Linked DNA regions of Mus musculus: region 1 is linked to region 2. The links are chromatin contacts, called in public promoter capture Hi-C maps. All regions are on one chromosome and are shown on one strand. The core of a region is the stretch at or near the end of the contact, and the rest is flanking DNA. Distances in the headings are between cores, read along the strand shown. Region 1 has its middle 110 kb from the start of Cyp26a1. Region 2 has its middle 6.3 kb from the start of Cyp26a1.

Region 1 (2,949 bases), core at 237-2,736, 110 kb before region 2:
TCAGAAGTGGCTTTGGCCTCCACAGCACATGCATACCCACCCACACACAGGGAGTACAAATGTGTCAATAATTTGCCTCCTAAAGAGTACTAAGGAATGCATGTTCATATATAACACAGCTCCAGGTCATGAACCCTTCCCTATAGGAGAGAGGCTGGTGGGAAAGCAGGTTTATCCCCATCCCCCAGGTGGAGTCTACTGAATGATCAGAATGGAAAACGGAAGCCCCCACAGTAAGAGGTGGTGACTAGGATCTCCAGACAGTACTTTGGAGGAGTGGCTATTTCAGGAGCAATACCACGAGACCTACCACGTGGAAAGGTGGGTTAAGAGTATAGTATGGTAGATGTGTTGGAGTCAAAAAGAGAAATTTTGAGTCTATGCTGTTCTTGTGACCTAGCTGGTGGTAGAAGGCACACGACCGGCACTTCTTCCTCCTGTGTATCCCTTTGTGTTTCCTTAGATATCAAATCTATTTTTTAGTAAGCTAATAAAGATGGGCTCATTGCCAGCACAGTCCCAGTCAGACACAGTTCTCTCTGTAGCCACCCAACAGCCAAGCAAAAGCGTAACATTGTCATCCCATACCTCCTCCCAGACTCTTGACACTGTCCAAGCTTTGGGCTCCGGTTCTAACAAAGCACATGTTGTATTTATCTGTCTATATTATTTGTTACATAGCATGTCCCCAAGACTGTGTGTTTTAAAGTAGTAATAACCATTTGTTATTCTCTCATGTTCCTATGGATGGAGGTTTGCAGGTGGGGGACAGCTCAGTAAGCCATTCTGACTTGGGGTCTTTCATAAAGTCACAATCAGGTGCTATCTGGGGCTGCGTCCTCTGAAGGCTTGAAGGCTGGTGGATCTGATTCCACAGCAGCTCAGTCACATGGTTGATTGTTGACAGGAACCTCAGTTCTTCTCCTCATGAATGTCACAAGGCTGCTTTAGTGTCCTCAGGACATGGCAGCTGGCCCTTCCCAGAGTAAGAATTTTAAAAATGAGAGATGTGCATTCTTTTCATGAGGAGCTAAGACAATGGTTCTCAACCTGTGGGTCATGGCCCCTTTGGGTCCTATGTCAGATATTTACATTATGACCGGCAACAGTAGCAACATTACAGTTATGAAGTAGCGACAAAATAATTTTATGGTTGGGGGGGGGAGTCACCACAATATGAGGAACTGTATTAATGTGTCGCAGATTAGGAAGGTCGAGAACCGCTGGTCTAAGAAGCCACAAACGATGACTTCTGCCACACCGTGCTTGTTAGAAATAAGTCATCTGTGGCCAGCATTCAAGCTGGGGAATGAACTCGACCTTTTCAAAGAAAGCCTGTCAAAGTATTTGAAAAACACATTTTAAAATCAGCAACAGCAAACGATGTTCGTGGTTCCTTGGCCACAGAAGGAAGATGACTACAGTTCGTTCTTCTCGGGTCAGTGTTTGTATGACTGCAGTCAGGACGGGCTAGTTGAATTCAGATCCCGTGTCAGTTCCCGCTTACCAGTCATGGCTTCCAGGGCCATGGTATTGCGAAGGACTCTGAGTCATACCCAAGATCAGCAGGGAAAGGTGCTATGGTTGATTAGTGATGTCTGCCATAAATACCAAATGAGGTAGGGCCGGCAGAGAAGGTCAGGAGTTTGTTATTTCTGCGGCAGGTGATTAGGCCTGGGCAGGAGCAAACAGGACCCAGACATTGTTCTCTTATAGTTTATAGGTACTTATGGATGACCGTTAAGAACACAATGAACCTTCAGTAAAGTCCAGTCAAAGCTCTTTCTTGCCACCAAGGATTCTAACTGCCTACCATACAGCCTCCTTTGAAGTTAGATATGCCCAGATGTCAAAATTTTTTCTGAAGTAAGAAGGGATTGAGAGGCCAAATCTATTCCATCTTGGGACCAGCCTCCCTCTTAAAGAAAAAAAAAAAAAAGCCTGAGAAGTTGACCTGCAGCAGAACACAAGCTGCACCCAGGTACCAGAAAGGACCTCACAGCTTGTCCTTGGCCAGAGTTACTCCCTAACTACTTCCTAGTAACAGTTAATCAAAGACTAGTCTGATTGTTTCAGATATACTTCAGACCGTTTGTGATGGTGTATGGTCTTGCTCCAGAGCACCTACCTGATGGCTTATGGTCATTCTATTAGATGCTTGCCAGACTGTACACCCCCCTCCCTCACCCTCTTCACTTGCTCTTATTTTCCTATAAAATCTTGTCCTGCTGAGGGTTCGAGGCTGCTCCGCCTTCCCTTCCTATCCTGTTGTGTCAAGGCTGAGCTGGAGGAGAGCCCAAGCTTGTAATAAAGAGACCCTAATACTATTACATCAGAGACTGCTCTTCTGGGCTTCAAGAATGCTTCTTGGTACAACAGGGTACATGCCACTTCTGGTCTGATGATACTAATCCTACTAGGAGAATATGAAGAAAAAAATAGAGAGAGTGACCATGTAGAGGGTAGCCAGTGGCCAAAGTGTCACCTACTTCAGGATTTTTACAGGGGAAAAGAAGCCATGCTTCTGTTCTTGAAGTAGCTGGTCCTGAAGCTCTCTTCAGCAACTAATACAGGAAACACAGTTATAGCATGCAGAAACACACCATAAACTCTTCACACGATAGGAAACAACACTGGAGGCATCATAAGCCCAGGTAAGGACCAGACTGTGTAGGCAGTCCACACTCAACAGCAATATAATCTAGATGTACATAGTAAGTGTCCTTGGATGTAACATGAGGGCTACATGAGATGTACCTGTGTAACGCTGTTTAGGAGAGGACATAGGATAGTGTGAATGTTGAACTAGTGTCAAGGCTGTTTTTGAGATTCATTTATCAGTACTGCTGTCCTGTTTTGGCAGAAGCATGTGTATTAGTTTTTCCTTGTTATGACCCAACACTGTGACCAAGGCAAGTTATAAAAGAAACATTAAATTGAGCTTACAGT
Region 2 (2,901 bases), core at 241-2,740:
GGGAATGGTGGGGTGGACAGAGTCCCGTGTCAGTGCATGGAAGACAGGAGAAGAGAAAGATCTGAGGCATAGTGGACTGAATGGTCGCCATAAGACAGCTGAGAGATGTGGGGTGTTGAAGCAGACCCAGAAATCGCAGTTGAACGCTACAGCTCACAGGGTACCAGGTGCCTCTGTACCTCCATCTCACCTAGTCCTAAGGCGAGGACTGCGGAAAGAGCTAGAAGGAAGAGTGAGGAGGGGAACCTGTCTCCCAAGACTGTTATTAATGTGTATTTCAAAGGAAGGAAGGAAGGTGTCAGAGGAACTAACTAATTAATACAGGATGAACGGTCGGAGCTTTGCCACTGTTTAGCTGTGAAGGAGAATGGGAAAGCCATTTAACCCATCTTCACCACCCAGCTTGCGTTTGAATGCCCCTGCTGACCAGGAGCTTGCTCCCACCCCCGCCCCCAAGGTCACAGGTTTCATCACCAAAGAATTCTAGCTACTCCTTCACACACGGTATTGGTAACCTCTTCCTCTGGCTCACCTCCTAAGCAAATGCTCTGTTCAGAAGGACAGGTCTGAACCTGTTATTTACAACAGTTTTGACCTGTTGATTTTTAGGAGCCACCACTACCCCTCTAACATCCACAGCCCTCTCTCTCTTCTTAAGATTTCAGTTTATTTTGCCAGGTGTGACTGCCTTTAGGGCACTCCAGAGGCTGAGGCAGGCAGATCTCTGAGTTGGATGCCAGCTACACACACACACACACACACACACACACACACACACACAGAGAGAGAGAGAGAGAGAGAGAGAGAGAGAGAGAGAGACAAACAGACAGACAGACAGACAGAGAGACAGACAGAGAGACAGAGACAGACAGAGAGAGACAGACAGAGACAGACAGAGAGAGACAGAGAGAGAGAACACAGGTACCCTTGGAAGTCAGAAGATACTGTCAGATCTGCTGGAGCGGGAGCTACAGACAGTCGTGAGCTGCCCAGTGCGGGTGCTGGAAACCACACGTGGCTCCTCTGTAAGAGCGGAACGTGCTTTTAATGGCTTTGCTCTCTCTCCAGCTCCAACAGTGCTTTTTCTCAAGGGATGGTTCCAGAACTGAGTTCAGGCCATCTAAACACTAATTAGGCTGCCTATGTTTTCTTGGAAAACTGGGGTAACATAGCATAGATTAAAATATGGACAATGTGGGAAATCCAGAGTGCACAGCTGACTACCTCTGGAACTGTGTAATGGTCTAGGTAAACCTGGAGTATGTGATCCCTTCTTGGGGGAGGGGCAGGCCTTTTGTGGAGTACTAGCTAAGTTATTGGGTTGTCTTCAGCTTCTCACTATCTAGAGGTCAAAGCAGCCTTGAACCGGAATGTGTCAACTTTAGATTTCATGGTCACTGGTGGAAAAACTTTCACGGTCACAGGTACCCTGGGCTTGGCATAGAAGGGAGAAGCCCGCCCCCTTGTGGACATCTTGGGGTTTGCAAGGTGCAAAAGCCCTGAAACCACCACAAGGGATAGGAAAGATGGAGCCAACTCTGCAATCTCCCATAGCTCCAATTCACCTGTTGCTTATGAAGGAATTGTACTGTGGCAGGGACAGAAGAGGTGACAGGATGCAGGAAAGATAAATTTAGGAGATAGTGACCCCTCAGCTATAGAACCTTGGAAAGATAATAGGTAAGTGTTAGAAAAGGGGTGGAGGTGGGCAGAAGAGGCATCAGGAAGTCTTTTCTGATTCCAAAACTCCTGGTGTGTCTCCTCTAGGTCTCCAGCCTGCTAAGACTACAGTCTTTCGGAATGTGGAAGAAGCCCTTCCCTTCACATCCCTGTCCTGATAATGATCTGTGTGGTGGGCGACACCACACCTCTGACTGAAGACAAAGGCACAGGAATTGACAAGGCCAAACACCACAGGAAGGAGGCAGCGGACTCCAGCCCAGTGTGGCGAGCCCACCTACCGACACAGTGATTGTAGGCTCCCATCACCATAGGGAGCTCTGGGAGTCCCGAGGGCTTGTTTCCTACAGCCATGGCCCTCTTTCCACAGCTTTAGCCAAGGCTACCTCATTTCTCCATCGCATGGGTACTGACCCACAGGTACTGGTACCATAAACAAACCTGTCCCAGGTACGTGTGACCCAGGCTCACTTATGTCCGTTCAGTCAGTCTCATACCACGCACCTCACTGCCTTCACTCAACACCCTCTGCATTATCAGAGAGCGCACTGGGGATGTATCTTTGAGGTGGATCCTGGATGATATAACTGAGCTAAAGGTTGAGAAGAAAACCATGAGCTCTCCAGAGGGGAAGAAAACTTCAGGTGGCTTTTAAGAAGTTGAGTTATATGTTAAAATGGCTCGAGTTTCCTACAGAACTCGGCTCATGGAGATTCACAGTCCTCCTGTAACCAAAGACACTGCTGTTAAAAGCCAATCACCCTTCAATAAAGTGCATAGTGTCGAAACCTCCCTAAAATGACCTTGTATAAGTTTTTCTGTGATTGTTGATGTCCCACCCCACCCCCCACCCCAGGCTGGCTCAATCTATCTGCAAAGATCTCGGGCAGACATTCTGCAGAGGAAGGGCTCCATTTTCACAGTATAGAGTCCGGAAGCTTTGGCCACTTGTCTCCTTTCTTTATGTTGTAGCATTGCATTGTGGGTTACTCAATAAGCTCTCGAAATAGCAGAAGTATCCAACAACAAGAACAACTCATGTTCTACCCAAACGCTAAAGTCAGGTAGATTGCGCAAGTCTAACTATGGACCGAAAGCTGTTCAAACACCTATTTCAGACCACCCGGTTCCCGTGACATTGCCAAATTCTCAAATTGTAATGAAAATTTTAAAGTCCAAAACCTACAAGCCGTCCAGAGGTTCCAGCGAGCAGGTTGTGCC

Evidence for each region. Promoter capture Hi-C pulls out the DNA fragments that hold promoters and counts their contacts.
Region 1: a contact with region 2 is called in a promoter capture Hi-C map of trophoblast stem cells, with 4 times the contacts expected there. The contact joins two enhancer-like sites. A contact is called at or near these places in 11 of 39 promoter capture datasets (the 3T3-L1 cell line, HPC-7-derived erythroid cells, embryonic stem cells and 5 more), 4 of 484 Hi-C or Micro-C datasets (embryonic stem cells, nephron progenitors and pre-B cells) and 9 of 115 datasets of contacts at active chromatin or transcription factors (the NIH/3T3 cell line, bone marrow-derived macrophages, differentiating embryonic stem cells and 6 more).

The regions. Positions count from the first base shown.
Region 1 is chr19:37,808,433-37,811,381 of GRCm38.p6, reverse strand. No RefSeq gene overlaps it. Among named protein-coding and RNA genes, the nearest start is that of Cyp26a1, 110 kb to the right of the region's middle. Within about 2 kb of position 1,486, at least 6 of the 459 cell types and tissues checked have an H3K27ac peak or open chromatin away from gene starts, as enhancers often do. A contact at or near this core is called in trophoblast stem cells, where this site is marked.
Region 2 is chr19:37,702,665-37,705,565 of GRCm38.p6, reverse strand. No RefSeq gene overlaps it. Among named protein-coding and RNA genes, the nearest start is that of Cyp26a1, 6.3 kb to the right of the region's middle. Within about 2 kb of position 1,490, at least 20 of the 459 cell types and tissues checked have an H3K27ac peak or open chromatin away from gene starts, as enhancers often do. A contact at or near this core is called in trophoblast stem cells, where this site is marked.